Linked DNA regions of Triticum aestivum: region 2 is linked to region 1. The links are chromatin contacts, called in public Hi-C maps. All regions are on one chromosome and are shown on one strand. The core of a region is the stretch at or near the end of the contact, and the rest is flanking DNA. Distances in the headings are between cores, read along the strand shown. Region 1 holds the start of LOC123122404 (histone-binding protein MSI1). Region 2 holds the start of LOC123125288 (bZIP transcription factor 12).

Region 1 (7,882 bases), core at 3,175-5,674:
ATGATAATCTCCATAAGCAGTGGAGTCCTATTGCTTATCGTCCTTTGTAGCATTGTTTGCTTGCTGGTACAGCAGGAGGAGCAAGCCACACCATATGCTGAATTAGCCAATGCAACAAATGGTTTTGCTTCTGAGAACCTCATCGGAGTAGGAAGCTTCGGCTCGGTGTACAGGGGAAGACTGGCGATCCACGACCAGCAGGTCATTGTTGCTGTCAAAGTGTTCAATCTGCAACAACGTTGTGCATCTCAAAGTTTTCTTGCAGAATGCAAGACCCTGAGATGTGCTCGGCATCAAAACCTTGTGAAGATCTTGACAGTCTGTTCAAGTATGGATTTCCAGAGCCAGGATTTCAAAGCTCTTGTGTTTGAATTTCTACCGAATGGAAATTTGGACCAATGGATACATGAGCCTGCTGAGGAAAATGATCAAGACAAGGCGCTAAATCTCATCGGAAGGCTCAGCATCGCCATCGATGTGGCATCTGCACTTGATTATTTTCACCAACACATGCCATTGCCAATTATTCACTGTGATCTCAAGCCAAGCAACACTCTCCTTGATAGTGACATTGTTGCTCATGCTGGTGATTTTGGGCTTGCAAGAGCCCTGCCTAAAGACCCAAGCGGCTGTTTAGAGAAATCAAGTGGCTGGGCTACAATGAGAGGAACAATAGGCTATGCTGCTCCAGGTATACATAAATACGTTCTAACAGTTGTCTTCAGCATAAATGCGTAAACATGTTCAGTGCTTCTAATTCTTTTATTATGATGTTTGCAGAGTACGGTTTGGGCAACAAAGTTCAAATCCTAGGTGATGTGTACAGCTATGGGGTACTGTTGCTGGAGATGTTTACTGGCAAAAGACCAACAGGCGGGGAGTTTGGAGAAGCTCTAGGCCTTCACAAGCATGTCCAAATGGCACTTCGAGTTCCAGACAGAACCACCAGTTGTTATCAGAGGACAAAGATGGAAGAGAAGCAAACACCTCAAACCCTGGCAGGAAAAGAGATAATATCAATTGCTTGCATCACTTCAATTCTGGACATTGGAGTTTCATGCTCAAAGGAAACTCCAATAGACCGCATGCAAATTAGAGATGCTTTGAAAGAGTTGATGAAGATAAAAGACAAGTTCCTCATGCATCTTTCCAGTATGCAAGTGTCAAGTAACTGAAGGATTGGAGGTACTATTCAGCGGAGGCGCTATTCAGTTGAGGTCCTTAGATTATGATCTTGAAGGTACTCCCTCTGTCCCATAATATAAGATGTTTTTTAAGCTAAACTAGCTTGCAAAAACGTCTTACATTGTGGGACGGAGGGAGTACTATTCAGTTGAGGCACCATAGGCCTCCAGGCTCAAGCAGTCCGCTTCATGGATATGATGTAGATCTATGGTGTGTAGCAGCATATTGGCACAAACAAAATATATCAAGTTTACATATGATCATATTTGTTAATTAATATGCAAATATTCTTACCATCTTCCATTCTATTACCTCCGTCCCAAATTACAAACGTGTCTAGATACATCTGTATCTAGACAAATCTAAGACAAGTAATTCGGGACGGAGGGAGTATATAGCTACTGCAAGACTTCTGATGTGCACACAAAACTTGTAACCGAGTGCAATGTAAGTCAGTTTAATTAGAAGTTGTTCAGTTTAATTTTATATTGCTACAGAGATAGCGAGCATATTGTGCAGGTGGCCAACTGCCCCTACATCTCTACAAATAATCGTAACACAATATAAGCCATTTTATTTCAAGATTTTTTTTACTGGAAAGAAAAAATGACTGCTACTCCCTCTGTGAAGAAATATAAGAGCGTTTAGATCACTATTTTACTTCTAGATTTCACACACGTATAGTTTTTGTATGTCAAGAACACAGAGATACCGAGTGCTGATGGGTACATGAATTTAACCCATTTGCCAGCTGAAAGGAAAATTATCTTGCATATACTTTTAGAATTGTTTGACGTTTATAACAGAAGGCAATCTTTACCACCACCCCAATTTATTATCCAGTGGCGCTTTACATGGCTACATTTGATTGCACCTAGTATTTCGATATTTCCACTTTTCCTTCTATCTCAGTCCCCGATTATATAAAACCAAATCTCAAATAAGCTGAACCTAACTTTCAGTTTAACCAAATGCCCACCCTACTAGGGGGCACAACGGCATAATCAACCATGTGAAGTCGCTATATTACAGAAATCAGAGATGAAGAGAGGAATCATGTAAAGGATGATATTAGGCATATGGGATAACACGCCATTAACGAAGGCAATCACTCCAAAGTCCAAAGTGCACAGGTAGGCAGGAAGATTTGAGAAGATATCCATAAACATGGAGTGATTTACTCAAAAAAAAACTTAGCCTAGGACTACACTAGCAGGCAAATACAACTGAAACCTACAATGATGAACTAAAACATTAAATTCATGACATTTATCATCCATAATAGAAGCCAGGTTTTGGGTTAATAGTGGTCGCAAAGGTCAAGGAAACTGAACATCTTGAACTACAAAGGTCAAGGAAACTGAACGTCTTGAACTACAAAGGTCAAGGAAACTGAACACGGTCAAGATTGGCTGTATTTATCACAGCAAGTGGTCCAGTGACTGGTGTACTAGAGTGGCACAAGTTTAAGTCAAACCTCATAGCAAATGAAGTTTTTGTTTTTGAACAAAGGTCAAGAAAATTGAACATTTAGACTGGCTGTATTTATCACAGAAAGTGATCTAGTGAATGCTGTACTAAACTAGCACAAATTTAAGTCAAATCTATTATTTGAATAGATTTTGTGTTGCAGCAGTTTAAACAGACAAGCACATGACACAATACTAGCCAAAGCTTACACTTAAATGAGCTACACTGGATATGGAAACACACAAATTATGAAATGGTCGAGCTTACAAAAGCATTAGTCCTCATCGTCTTCATCTGAGCTCCCGACGTCGCTACTGTACTCATCGCTGCTAGAACTGATAATGTCAAGGTTCACAGCTGCGACCTGTATTGGCTCTTGGGCCCTTGGCACCATTGGCTGCACCCCAACAGGAATCGGCACACTGGGTCGTTGTTCCTCAGGCTTGACAGCAGGAATGATGCCACCCAGCTCGATCGGGTCCCCAGGCTTCCATCCAGGTGGCGGCACTGGAATATCAGGAAGCAGAGCAGGCAAACCTTTCTGCCAACCTGGTGGCACTGTGATTGGTAGCATAAATGGCCGCGGAGGCTCTTCCTCCGGTAGCTCGAATAGCGGCATGGACTCCATCTCTGCTGTGACCCCCTCCTTCGTTTCCAGGGGTTTCTTGGGCACTCCAACATCCAAATCAGCAAACTGATACAGCTGTGACATCCGCAGCTCGTTATCCTGTGGCGCAGGCGGCAATGCACCCCTCAGAGGGAGCCCAGCACCATGCTCCGGCGGTGCAAAGGTCGTGTAGCTTATGCGATGCGCATAGGTCAGGATGTCGTCCAGCTTGAGCTTGGAGTGGAGGGACGCGCCGAAGTCGCCGTGCGACACCGGCTCGGGCTCGTCGACAGCGGCGGCGCCGCGCGGGCGCTTGGGATCGCGGCGGTAGTCGGCGTAGTCGTCGACGAGGCGGTCGAGCACGTGGTGGGCCTCACGGAGCTTCTTCGCGAAGGCGAGCAGCGAAGCGTCCTTGGCGCGCGCCTCGCGAGCGAGCTTGGCGCGCGCGTCCTGCAGGTCGAGGGTTTCCTGCAGCTCGGCGACGGTCTCGAAGAGCTGCGTCTGGAGGGAGGTGAGCATCGACATGGCCTCCTTGGTGGTGGAGACCGGGGCCGGCAGCGGCGTAGGCGCCGCGGACGCCGACGACGACGCGAGGAAGTTGGGGAGCGAGCCCCGGTAGGACGAGATCCAGGCTGCGCGGTTGGGCGAGAGCTCGAAGAGGTTGGAGGCGAGGGAGGAGATGAGGTGGAGCAGCGACTGCGCGCGCGGGAGCGGCGGCAGGAGCGGGAGCAGCGCCGGCGAGGTGGTTAGGGTTGGGACCGCGGCTCCGGCCGCGGACGTGGCCGCGCTCGCGGGCGGCGGGTTGGCCTGCTGCGGCGGCGAGGAGGTGGGGTTCGCGGGAGACTGGTTGGGCGGGAGCGACGGCGACGAGGCGGTCACCCCCAGCCTCGCCGGCGACGGCATGTGGGACTGCATCATGGCGGCGTCGGCGGCGGATTGGGGAATCCAACGCGAGGAGCAGAGGCTCGTGGTTGTGGACTAGCCGGGCTATTAGACACATGAGGTTCTCTTAGTGGGATCCTGGGCCTGGCGTGAATATGGGCTTGACGACTTTCTTTTAGAGAGATCTGGGCTTGATGACTTGCATATAGTTAGGCTTGTCAGCCCAACAGGCCCATCAAGTCCGCAATAAAACCTCGCCTTGAAACCCTCGGCTTCCTCCCACCGATCATTTTGGCGGGAGACCAGCAGTTGGCCGCCTCCACTCTCCACTTTCCCGCGCAGAGCAAATCAGCAATGGACGGCGGCTCCTCCTTCCAGGCCTTCACGGCCGCCGCCGCCATGGAGATGGAGGAGTACCTCAACTGGAAGAAGAACGCGCCGGTGCTCTATGACCTCATCGTGTCCCACCCGCTCGAGTGGCCCTCGCTCACCGTCCAGTGGCTCCCCTCGGGGTCGTCGGCCTCCGCCCGCTCCCACCGCCTCGTCCTCGGCACCCACGCCTCCGACGACTCCCCCAACCACCTCATGCTCGTCGACGCCGTGCTCCCGCTCCCGCCGCGCCTGGCCGCGGCGGCCGCCGCCGAGGGCCGCGCCGTCCCGGCCCCGTCCGTGTCCATCGGCCGCTCGGCGTCGCATCAGGGCGAGGTCAACCGCGCCCGGTGCATGCCGCAGCGGCCGTACACCGTGGCCACCAAGACCTGCGTCGATGAGGTGCACGTGTACCACCTCGGGGAGGACGGCGACAAGGGCGGCGCGGATGCCGTGCTCAGGGGCCATGGCGCGGAGGGGTATGGGCTGGCGTGGAGCGCCATGAAGGAGGGGTTCCTCCTGAGCGGCTCGTATGATAAGAAGATTTGCCTGTGGGATCTCAAGGCCGGGAATGGAGCCCCGGTTCTGGACGCGCAACAGGTGTTTGAGGTAATGTCCCAACAGATGCTCCTGTGCCGTTTCCTGTTCCCCACCTTTATCTTGTTTTTCATGTATGATGATGTATTATGCATGTTAGGTTCTCAACCTTTGAATAGTAGTTAATTAACACTTCTGCCTTCATAAGAAGTGCGGATACCCGAAGCACTCGACTCAAAGTCATAACAATGCCAAGAAACCAACCACAAATTATGCTGTCCTTCGTTTTCCATTACATAGAGCACATTCAGTCGAGGTCGCCGAATGTGAAAAGATAATATAATGAAATCCAACCGAAAGTCCCTGAAAAGGATGTGCACATTCAGTGCCTACAAGCCTGATATATTGGAACTTCCCCTGATACACAATTCTTCCATATCCGGTGGCTAACCAGGCTAGACACATCATTCTTGCACCAGAAACGTTTTGCATGTCATTTTTCTTCACTTTTCAGGCGTATTGGCAACAACATTTCTCTGTTTTGATTTTCTAAATAGCAATTTTGTGTCAGGCAAGAGATGTGCTCCTCCTGTTGTTATTCATCAATTCATAATTCATTTGGACTCAAAGAAGTGCTGTCTTTGAACATCAGGTTAACCAACCATTGTGATAACATGAGAACACATGATGACAACAAAAGCCTCATGGTTATTCATAAGCAATTAAAACAAAATACCATCACCTTGGTTGCCACCACAATTCATCAGTTCCCTATGGTGCTCTACTTTTGAAGATTGGACTTGAAATAAACTTGTTCGCTGTTTGCCGTGAGTAGGAAAGATAATGTTTCAGCTGGATGGTGAAAAACATATTTTATATTATTTGGCAAGACTTGTTGAGTTGAGTACCTGCTTTCATAAATAATGGTGCAGAGGCTGGAGACCTTTTCCTCTTTTTTTAGCAAGTAGCTGGTGAGCAGAGGGCATTGCATCATTTGTCTAGCATGCTAGTGTAGCTACAGTCATAGTTCTTTTTTCTTCAAATAAAATGAGCTTCTTGGCCCCCGGTCACCCTCCAATCACATGCCTCATAGTTCAGGACCTAGCTTACTCAAAAACTACTACAGCAGCTAACACTAAAATGACAGGTTCAGGAACCATCATTACAAATTACTCAAAAAATAATTAACGCTACTGCCTTCATAAGACCTGAGGATACCCGAAGGCCGAAGCACTCAACTCATAACTCATAAGTTATAACAATGCCAAGAAATCAACCACGAATTATGCCATCCTTCGTTTTCAATTACCCAGACCACTATATGTGAAAGGATAATATGATGAAATGCAACTGAATCTCCCCGAATGGATGAGCAAATTTAGTCGAAGTCGCCACTTCATTCACCGTTTTGTCTACTGTCTGCAAACCTGATATATTGAAACTTCCCCTGATATCTCAATTCTTCCATATATGGTGGTTAACCAGGATTCGCAAAAAAAAAAAACCTGGATTGGCACATTAATCTTGCGCCGGAAACGTTTTGTATGCCATTTTTCTTCACTTTTCAGGCATATTGAAACACCGTTTCTCTGATTTTATTTTAAAAATAGCAATTTGTGTCGGGCAAGAGATGTGCTCTTCCTGTTATTACTCATCAAGTCACAATTCATTTGGAACCAAAGAAGTGGTCTCTCCTGACATCAGATTAACCAACCATTGCGATAACATGAGAACGCATGATCTCAACAAAAGTCTCATAGTTCTTATTAAGCAATTAACATAGAATACCATCACCTTGGTTGCCACTACAATTCATCACTTCTGTATGGTTTTTTAATTTGAAGATTGGACTCAAATAAATTTGTTTTCTGTTTGCAGTCGTGTCATACTAGGGAAAAAATACTGTTTTAGCTGGATGGTAAAAACATAAATTTCTATTATTTGGAAAGACTTACTGAGTTGAGTACATGCCTTTAAAAAATTAATGCAGAGGCTGGAGACTTTTTCCCTTTTTAAGCAAATAGCTGGTGAGTATTGCATCATTTGCCTAGAATGTTAATATTGCTATAGTCCTGCTTTCTTCAAATAAAATGAGTTTCTTGGCCCCAGGTAACAAGCCTTACAGTTCAGGACCGAGCTTACTCAAAAACTGCTGCAGCAGCTTAAACTAAACGACAGGTTCAGAAACCATTATTACAAAGTCCTTGCTCATTACAAAGACCTGCATCAGCTGAACAGTGAGAAACAGACCAAAGTAACTGAACTGCAGCATAGAAGTATGACTTCCATTAGCCATTCTCCAGCCAGAGCATCATAGTCCCCCATCCTTATTAGTTGTATTATTTTTGACAACCATTCTTTTGTCCTGTAAAAACATACATCTGTGAACATGGCCCCAAGTGGAAACGTGACTCGTGTAGCTTGGATCCAGATTTTTTGGATATGATGATCTTCACAATCATGATTTGTTAAGCTATCTCATTACTTCTGTGCGTATCTTACTTGTCTAAAATCCAAAATCGTTATTGCGTGGCTCTGTTTTACAGATGCGACATAAGAGTGTGTGGGTGTTTATTTTTGGATATGACAATCTTCACAATCATGAGTATGTAAGCATGGCTGGCAATGTTAAACATCTAGTTAAATTTTATGTTTTTGCAGGCTCATGAGGATGTCGTTGAAGATGTTGCTTGGCACCTTAAGGATGAAAACCTATTTGGATCTGTTGGCGATGACTGCAAGTTCATGATGTGGGACCTGCGTACGAACAAACCAGAACAATCTATGGTTGCGCACCAAAAGGAAGTAAGCCTGCTTTAATTGATAGTTGCT
Region 2 (7,882 bases), core at 3,393-5,892, 160 kb after region 1:
TTGGGTCGGCGTGTTGGAGTTGCTCTAACAAAAGAATCAACGATCAGAAAATTAACTTGCCCAAGTTTACAAATAAGTCCACTTACATATAGCTAGAGTGAAAGAAAGAAGAAAAAAACACTCCTAGCATTAAAGCGTCGACCGCTGATACCCGTGGAACGGTAGGGAGAAAAGCAGCGCTCCGTGACGACGACGGAGTCTAGCTAGAACATCTCCGTGGTGTGTGGTGGATAGCGGCCTCTTCGGCCAATGGCCTTTGCCACGCCATGACGCTTAGCACAGGTCTCAACACAGAAATAGCCTGTACTCCGTACCCCCGTCTCCAGTAGATTATTTGATGCAGCTTCACGCACCCAAAATATCTACGTAAATCTCCGCGGCCAGGGCCAAAGCTGGTGGAGATGGGAGATGGGAGAGATTCACGGCTTTGAAAGACACAAAACTAAGAACTGTGTTTGTGCGTGGCTCCTTGGTAGTACGGCCTTGCCCTAACTGGTCAAGTTTTTCTATTCCCCGATTCCCTCCTACGTACACCTACACCTAGACCTTGGCTGGCATGTGGCATATAGCCAAGCCTGGGCAGCATAGTACCATTAGCACATGGACCAAGTGGCCACTTTGTTTAGAGTAGCGTGTGGCCATCATGCCACGCACGCTTAGGGGGGGCATTAAACATACCATATTTGTGCGTTGTGATGCCAACCAGGGGGGGTTGTCGGAGCAAAAGAGATCAGATCACCCATCACAGCTGAGCTTAGGATCTACGGCGACGTGACAACAAATCCTGACCGATGGGGATACGTACTACTGCCTCCAGGGTGCGCCCTCGTCAAAGAATATATATTTGTCCTTTTTCTTTCTTTCTTTGTTGCTTGGGGAATTAAAGCATCTGTCCTTTTTTGTTTTTGTTTTTTCCTAGCGAATCTGCCTGTCCTTTGTTTATACAATTTTTCGTTGGAGCAATAGCGAATCTGTCCTTGAATGCCGGGGCGGGTGAAGGTAATGGCTGGCAGGCCCGGGAGAGAGAGGCCCCACCCGAGCCACGTTGTGAGCTAATTGAGACCTGTGATGAGGTGCCATTTGAGTCATTGCATGTGTATCTTGAGACAGTGAGAGCAGAGTGAGTTATAGTAGGCCAGAAATAAGAACGGACCATTTACTTGGAGCATTCTCACTTTCTTAGGCCAACTCCATCGCGCGACACTATTCTGTCCGCCCCCGTCCGTTTAGGGTAAAACGGACAAACGAGACGGCCCAACGCGCGGGAGCGAACGGACTTTTGTCCGTTTTGTGTCCGCTTTCAACCCATCCGCGGCCCAAGTTTGCGCCGCTTTTGGGGTGAAAAGGACACCACGCGGACGCGCGGGCCATCTGCGCGTGTCCTCCCCTGGCCCGCCCGCCGGTGGCACAGGGCGGGCCTTTTTTATCCCCCCTCCCTTCCTCCGGCCGCACCCCCTCCACTCTTTCCCTCGCTGCCGCCGCCGCCGCTGCCATTGCAGCCGTGCAGTTCGGACGCGCGCTCGCCCAGCCCCTTCCCCTCGGTGCCACCCCTCGACCCAACCACGGCCACCTGGTTTGCGCACCCGCCGGCCGGATTTGGGGCGGATCCAGTCGGTCTTGAGCTCGCCCGGCTGTGGGAGGCTGGGCCGCGCCATGGACTGGCCGGGCACCTCGCCGGAAGGCCCTGGCAGGGCCGCAAGGCCACATGCAGGCAGTGGCTCCTCCTCTAGCCGCTCGGATCTGCACCGTCGGTGGTTCGCCGGCAGATACACGAATGGCGGTCGGCCGGGCTCGGTGCTTGCCCAAAAGCTCGCCGGCGCACCGTTGCCACTCATTAAGTGCGACCACTGCCCAAGGATGGTCGTGCGCCGCGTGTCTACAACGCCGGAACATTCCGGATGGGTGTTCATCAAGTGCTTAAACGATGGGGTATGTGCTCTTTTTAGCTTCGGTTTGTGCTCTAGTTTTGACTAGTTGTGCTAACTACAAATTTTATTGTGTAGCATGGATGCAAGTTTTGGTATTGGGAAGAAGAGTACATCGATATATTGATAGAGCGAAATTTAGTACATGTTCGTGCACTTTTAGCTAGTATAGAGGCTGCAGATGAGACAATTGCACTTGTTGCTAGATTAGAGGCTAGACACGAGACTAGGTGTGAGGAAGCAACATCGACTTCTGGCTTGAAGAAGAAAGGAGTATGCCAGATCGAGCCTCCTCCACAGATCAACAATGAGTGCATCGAGAAGGCCCTAACCCAACTCAAGAGAGCAGTTATGGAAGTTGGGTATCTTCTAAAATGTATTCTTGTTGTACTTATTTTTTTGGGTCTTACTTTACTAGTCAAAATGCGATGATGTATTCTTCATGTACCGAAAATAAATGATGAAAAGAAGTTAAGGACTTGCAAAGAAAAATGTACGCGGACAGGATGCGGCCGGGATGCGTCCGCGCGCTGGACGCACGACCACCGCATCCAGGACAGGCCCGGACACGACCTCATCGCCCTACCCAAACTGACAGAATCCGGACAAAACGGCCGTCCGTTTAGGGTCGCACGGTGGAGTTGGCCTCATAGTGACGGTAGCACTAGCAGTACACATTTCGTCATACGTGGCCCACAAGGATTGGCTACTACTAGGAGTACGAGACAGACACTCCCTGCGCTGCGGAACGGTGTGGCGTGGTCTAAGCAAACAGTAGCAGGAGTGCTACCGGATTTTTCTCCTGTGAAACACACAATGGCCAGCCGTGGCCACTTCTGGACTCGGCAGTTTTGTTTCGTGTTTTCAAACTAGGAGTAATCACAACGGAAAGGCCGAAGGGAGGGGGAGAGCGACGTCGCGGCGGACTTGCGGGCTTGGCTATTCGGATAGAAAGACGGCGTCACTTTCCGACACCGACGTGCGAACAAAGCCGGGATCGTTGGTTGTAGCTCCCTCCTCCCTCCCTTCTATAAAATACAGTACTACAGTGTCAATTTGTACCACGCCGTCGTCCGTCCATGGACCACGGCCACGGCGGAGAAAACAGAGCGGCTGGGTGTGGGGATGAGGTCGGCAGGCAGGCAGGCAATTTTTTGTCACCCGAAGTGTCGTTGTTCCAGGAGGCAATAGTTGCCACATTTGTGCAGGCAGGCCGGGCTTTCCCTCGCCGATGTCGTCGCCTCCCTTTCTGCCCCGCCTAATCCTAATCCCTCCCACGCGACAGCAACAGCAACACACATCAGATCATCACGGTAACTAATAACAGTAATATTATTACCAGTACTACTAGAACTGATAAGTAGGAGTAGCACCATAATATCATTAATCGCCAAGTCAGCAAAACAAGAACCAGCTGCTGCCTGGCTAATCCACAACGGCTGTAATTGCTAGGAGATCTACTACTGGTAGGTAGGCAGCAGCTGCCGCTGTACAGATTAAGCTGCTGCGTCTTCTTCCCTTTCCTTGCGCATTGCCACCTCTGGTTTAGCTGAGTGACCAAAAAAGATCGAGATAGCCCCGGCCGGCCTAGTGAAAGTCAAGGAAAAGGAGAACATAATACCATCCATATGGATTTACAGGGACGATGATGGATGAGCATCGTAGTAGCAGCAGCAGCAGCAGCAGCTAATAGTTACTAGTAAGAGCTAGCTACTGCAACACTCTAGCTATGTGAGTAGTACTGGCGGTGGTTGTAGGAGCTGCAGCCTCGATCTCGATCCCTCGTGGAGGAAAGATCAGAAGGGCGCCGAGAGCACCCTCTGCAGGGTCTTCCTCACCGGCACCGACACCTCCACTGAAGCCTTGAGCTACCGTCGCCGCCGTGAGGATCCATGGGTGGAGGAGAGAAGTGGACGAGTCAGCTTGCTCCCAAGAAAAGAAAAGAAAAGAAAGAGGATGCTGGCGGCGGGGTGCCTACCTGGTCGTACTTGAGGCGGAGCTGCTCGTTCTCCTCGCGCAGCTGGTGCACCTCCGACTCGATCTGGGTGACGTGGGCCTGCTTGCGCGCGCGCGACCGGGACGCCGACTCGCGGTTCTTGATCATGCGCTTCTTGCGCCGGTCCACGGGCGCGGCGGCGGCGGGGGGGCCGGGCCAGGCGGCGGCGCCGTGGCCGTAGCACATCTCGCGCTCGAGCGCGCGGCGCGCGGGGCCGGCGTCGGGCGCGATGCGGGGGAAGGAGGCCGCCGCGGAGGAGAAGAAGGAGGTCGGGGACGCGGCCGCATTGCGGTAGCAGCCGCCGCCCGGGTGCAACGGCGAGCCGACGCCGACGCCGCCGGGGTGGAACGGGGAGCCGCCGACGCCGGAGGCCGCGAGCAGCTGCAGGCGGGTGTTGAGGCTGAGCGCGGTGGAGATGGCGGCGGCGGATGAGGAGGGCGGCGGGGGCGAGGCGCTGGGGCTGGTGGTGACCGCGCCCCACAGGTCGTCGTCGTCGGCCTCCATGGCCATGGCGACTCTCCCTGGCTGGGTGGGTGGGGGAGCGTCCGTATGTATCTTGCTTGGCTCGCTCGTGGTGGTAGTAGTAGTAGGATGGCCCCTATCTATCGCTCCGTTCGTCGGCCCGGGCGGGTGCGTTTGGGGCGGCCGCTTCTTTGCCTCTTTTGGCCGAGACAGGGATGGGAATAAGTAAGCAGGTGGTTTGCTCGGTCTGCCCCCTCCGTTTTTACCTCCCCTCCCCCGCACCCTCCTCACTCATCAGACAGCGAGAGCTCGATCGAGCTGCTGCCTGGCCCGGGGTGGGGCTCGCTCGCTCGGTCGCACTGCTCGCTCCGTGGCCGGCCAGACAGCCAGTGGCGCCGCGACGAGTGCGTCGCGCGCCTGGTGTGGGCGCGCGAGCACTGTCGGCGAGCGCGAGAGGCGTCCAGGTGGCTCGCCCGGTCCCGCCGCTGGGGGGGTGGGGGCTCGCTGCGTCTCACTCGCGCCCCGGCGGCCAGTGGCAGCGCGCCTGGTGGCCTCCCGCCACGCCCTGTCGACGGCTCTCCTCTCTGTGCGTGCGTGTGTGCGTGGCACTGGTCAAACGCCGCCCGGTCCCGGGCCACATGCGATGCCGCAGCGGCCTGTGTCCCTCGGCCCAATGGGGGGCGCCACTTGCTCGCTGCCTTTTTCTTCTCTCCCCTGCTGCTCATCACCTAGATTCACTCTAGATCATTTCCAGATCGCTAGGTTTGCTCCCGTGGGTTATTCGCGATACTTCTTCTGTAAACGGATCTTAAGTGCGTGGCAGTGCACCAGCCGGAAGGTGCTCCTCCTATTGCTCCTTCCGGGTAAGGAAAACGCCAGCGCTAGGCGCCGGCTGGCCGGCCGGCACAAAGCTTTGGCCGGTCACGCGCGAGCCGTCCAGATATACCTGGTCATGGGCAGCCCGGCCCGGACGGCCCGACCCGACCCGGCCCGATGCTCCTCATGGCAGGCCTCGGCCTAGGTATTGAGCCCGAAGGCTGGGCCTGGGCCCGTCATATTTGCGAGTTAACAAAAAGGCCCAACGGGCTTTTACGTTAACGGGCCGGGCTTGGGGCTGATTTTTAGCCCCGGGCCTGGGATTCTGCGTCGGGCTTGGTCAGGCCCGACCCGAAGCCCGGTCCAGCCCGAGCGATGGCCAGGTATACGTCCAGATCAACCACTCCTAGCCGTGTAAATTCCAGCAAACAAAATGCTAGTCGTAGCAAAAACGACCTCGTTGGTTGCCTCGTTCTAGCGCCGGTCATGTGTGGTTGCAACTTCCTCTTTAGCCGGTTCCAGCAAAATGACACACCGGTACCGGCAGCTATTGGTTGCAGCACACCTCATTGGTTGTCTGGTCCTAGCGCTGGTCATGTGTGGTTGCAACTTCCTCTTTAGCCGGTTCCAGCAAAATGACACATCGGTACCGACAGTTGTTGGTTGCAGCACACCTCATTGGTTGTCTGGTCCTAGCTCTGGTCATGTGTGGTTGCAACTTCCTTTTTAGCCGGATCCAGCAAAATGACACACCGGTGCAGGCAGTTGTTGGTTGCAGCACACCTCGTTGGTGTCTGGTTCCAGCACCGGTCGTGTGTGGTTGCAACTTCCCTGTTAACCGGTTCCAACAAAATGACATGTCGGTTGCACATCGGTGGACGACAGCTGTTGGTTGTAGCAACGGTAGCTGTTGGGTCGTCGTTGACGCATGCGGCTGAGTCCCCCAAGCACCATGGCCATCGGTCACATCATTTGTAGATGCTCCCCGTCGTGTTGAAATGCGGTGGGTTGCCTTCGTGAGCGCCTATGCCCTCCATCGAGGCTGCAAGGGAGAAAAAAGGGGACCACGACATGTGCCCTTCAATGAGGGTGCAGGGGACAAAAACGGGGATCGTGGTCATGGAGGAGAGATTTTACGAGCACGGCGTGTCGAGGAGGCGACCGCGGCGTGGCTAGGTTGGGTCAGCGCATGTGTGGAGAACGGCTGCGAGAGAGAAAAAGATTGGGAGGATGAAGACAAAGGAAGAAGAGATAAGGTGGGGGCATTTTGCAAGACGCACGATGGGCCTCAATCGTGTGGTTCGCGTGAGACCAGCGCAAGCTTTAGCCGGTCTCTCGGCCCTACCCATTTACCCGCAGGAGGGCCCTGCACGTGGAGTAATTTCTCTCTGTATCAGGTCCATTTTCGTCCGCTCGTTTCGGTAAACATCCAAACGCCTAAATTGCTAGTTAGCCAATACCAAATCCAATACAATGGGTCTAATTCAGACATCCGAACGTAGTGTGACAAAAAACGTTGCACTTTAGACATGTTTTCAAGCGACTTTGAGAACCTTAACCACCGTTTTGACTTAAACATCTAAATTATGAACCTGGCTGTAATTTTTTTGGTTGTTATACATATGCTGCAACAGAAACTAAGGTAGTTTGATAGTCTGCATCTTTTCAGTGTGACGGAGTTGGGTCTGGCTGACTAAATACACGTCAAAATCAATGTTTTGGATATAGTTTGGTAGGCAACTCATGCCCCATAAGTATAGGGGTTCCATCATAGGCTTTTCACTCGTCGCGTCGCTTGCTCAGTAGCTCGCCAGCATAGTTTTTTTTTCTTCGGATCCACGCTCGCACATTCATTTGATTTTTTTTCTCTTCTTTTGAAGTTGCTTTGCTGTGGAATGAGAAAAATGTTCATGGGTTTAAAAAATAATGAATTTGCAAAATTTCATGATTTTGAAAAAATGTTCACCAACTTACAAAAATGTAGACGGGTTCAAAAAAGTTTATGGATTAAAAACATGTTTGTGCATTTGTAAAAAACTTCACAAATTCAAAAAATTGGTCGCAAATTTGAAAGAAGTTCATGAATTTAAATTTGTTTGTGGATTTAAAGAAGTTCATGCATTCAAAACTTTTCGCACATTTGAAAAGAAATTCACCAATTTTAAAGAACTTCACTAATTTGAAACATGATCATGTATTTTTTACAAATTTGAAAATTGTCCATGGATTAAAAAAATCACATTCAAATAATGTTTGAGCATTTGAAAAATTATTTGCCGATTTCAAAATTATTCGTGAATTTTAAAATAGTTTGTGGATTTTAAAAAGTTCATGCATTTGATAAATTGTTCGCACATTTGAAAATTGTTTGTGCCTTTGAAACAATTTCTTGAAATTAAAAAATTGTTCATGAATTTTAAAAACATTTGCGCATTTGAAAAAAAGTACACACTGGAAAAAACTAAAAACCCATAAAATCAGGAAAAAGGAAAGAAAAAGGTGTTTGGAAGCTTCTATAAGCTTCACAATACCGGCTGGAGAAAGGTTCCAATAAACCCGAAATGCAATCTCTAGATGGGCTAGCCCATTATCTACGCACATGTGTGTGCGGGGTAGGGGAGGTGTGCGCGCTCTACGGGGCTATTTGGTTTCTAGCCACACTTTGCCACACTTTACCGCACCT

The links. Hi-C and Micro-C count contacts between places; a contact is called where the count stands out from the background.
Region 2: a Hi-C map of leaf shows a contact between it and region 1, with 5 times the contacts expected there. The contact joins the promoter of LOC123125288 here to the promoter of LOC123122404 in region 1. A contact is called at or near these places in 4 of 5 Hi-C or Micro-C datasets (leaf and root) and 1 of 1 datasets of contacts at active chromatin or transcription factors (leaf).

What each region holds. Positions count from the first base shown.
Region 1 is chr5D:429,147,320-429,155,201 of IWGSC CS RefSeq v2.1, forward strand. LOC123122404 (histone-binding protein MSI1) reads left to right here and starts at 4,425. Exons shown (of 5, transcript XM_044542597.1): 1 at 4,425-5,122; 2 at 7,712-7,855. The coding sequence starts at 4,499. LOC123122403 (mediator of RNA polymerase II transcription subunit 4) reads right to left here and starts at 4,243. Exons shown (of 2, transcript XM_044542596.1): 1 at 2,923-4,243; 2 at 539-995. The coding sequence starts at 4,180. The coding sequence ends at 2,930. LOC123122405 (probable LRR receptor-like serine/threonine-protein kinase At3g47570) reads left to right here. Exons shown (of 2, transcript XM_044542598.1): 1 at 1-691; 2 at 781-1,175. The coding sequence ends at 1,175.
Region 2 is chr5D:429,308,098-429,315,979 of IWGSC CS RefSeq v2.1, forward strand. It overlaps LOC123125288 (bZIP transcription factor 12), which reads right to left and starts at 4,643. Exons shown (of 2, transcript XM_044545804.1): 1 at 3,904-4,643; 2 at 3,280-3,793. The coding sequence starts at 4,431. The coding sequence ends at 3,722.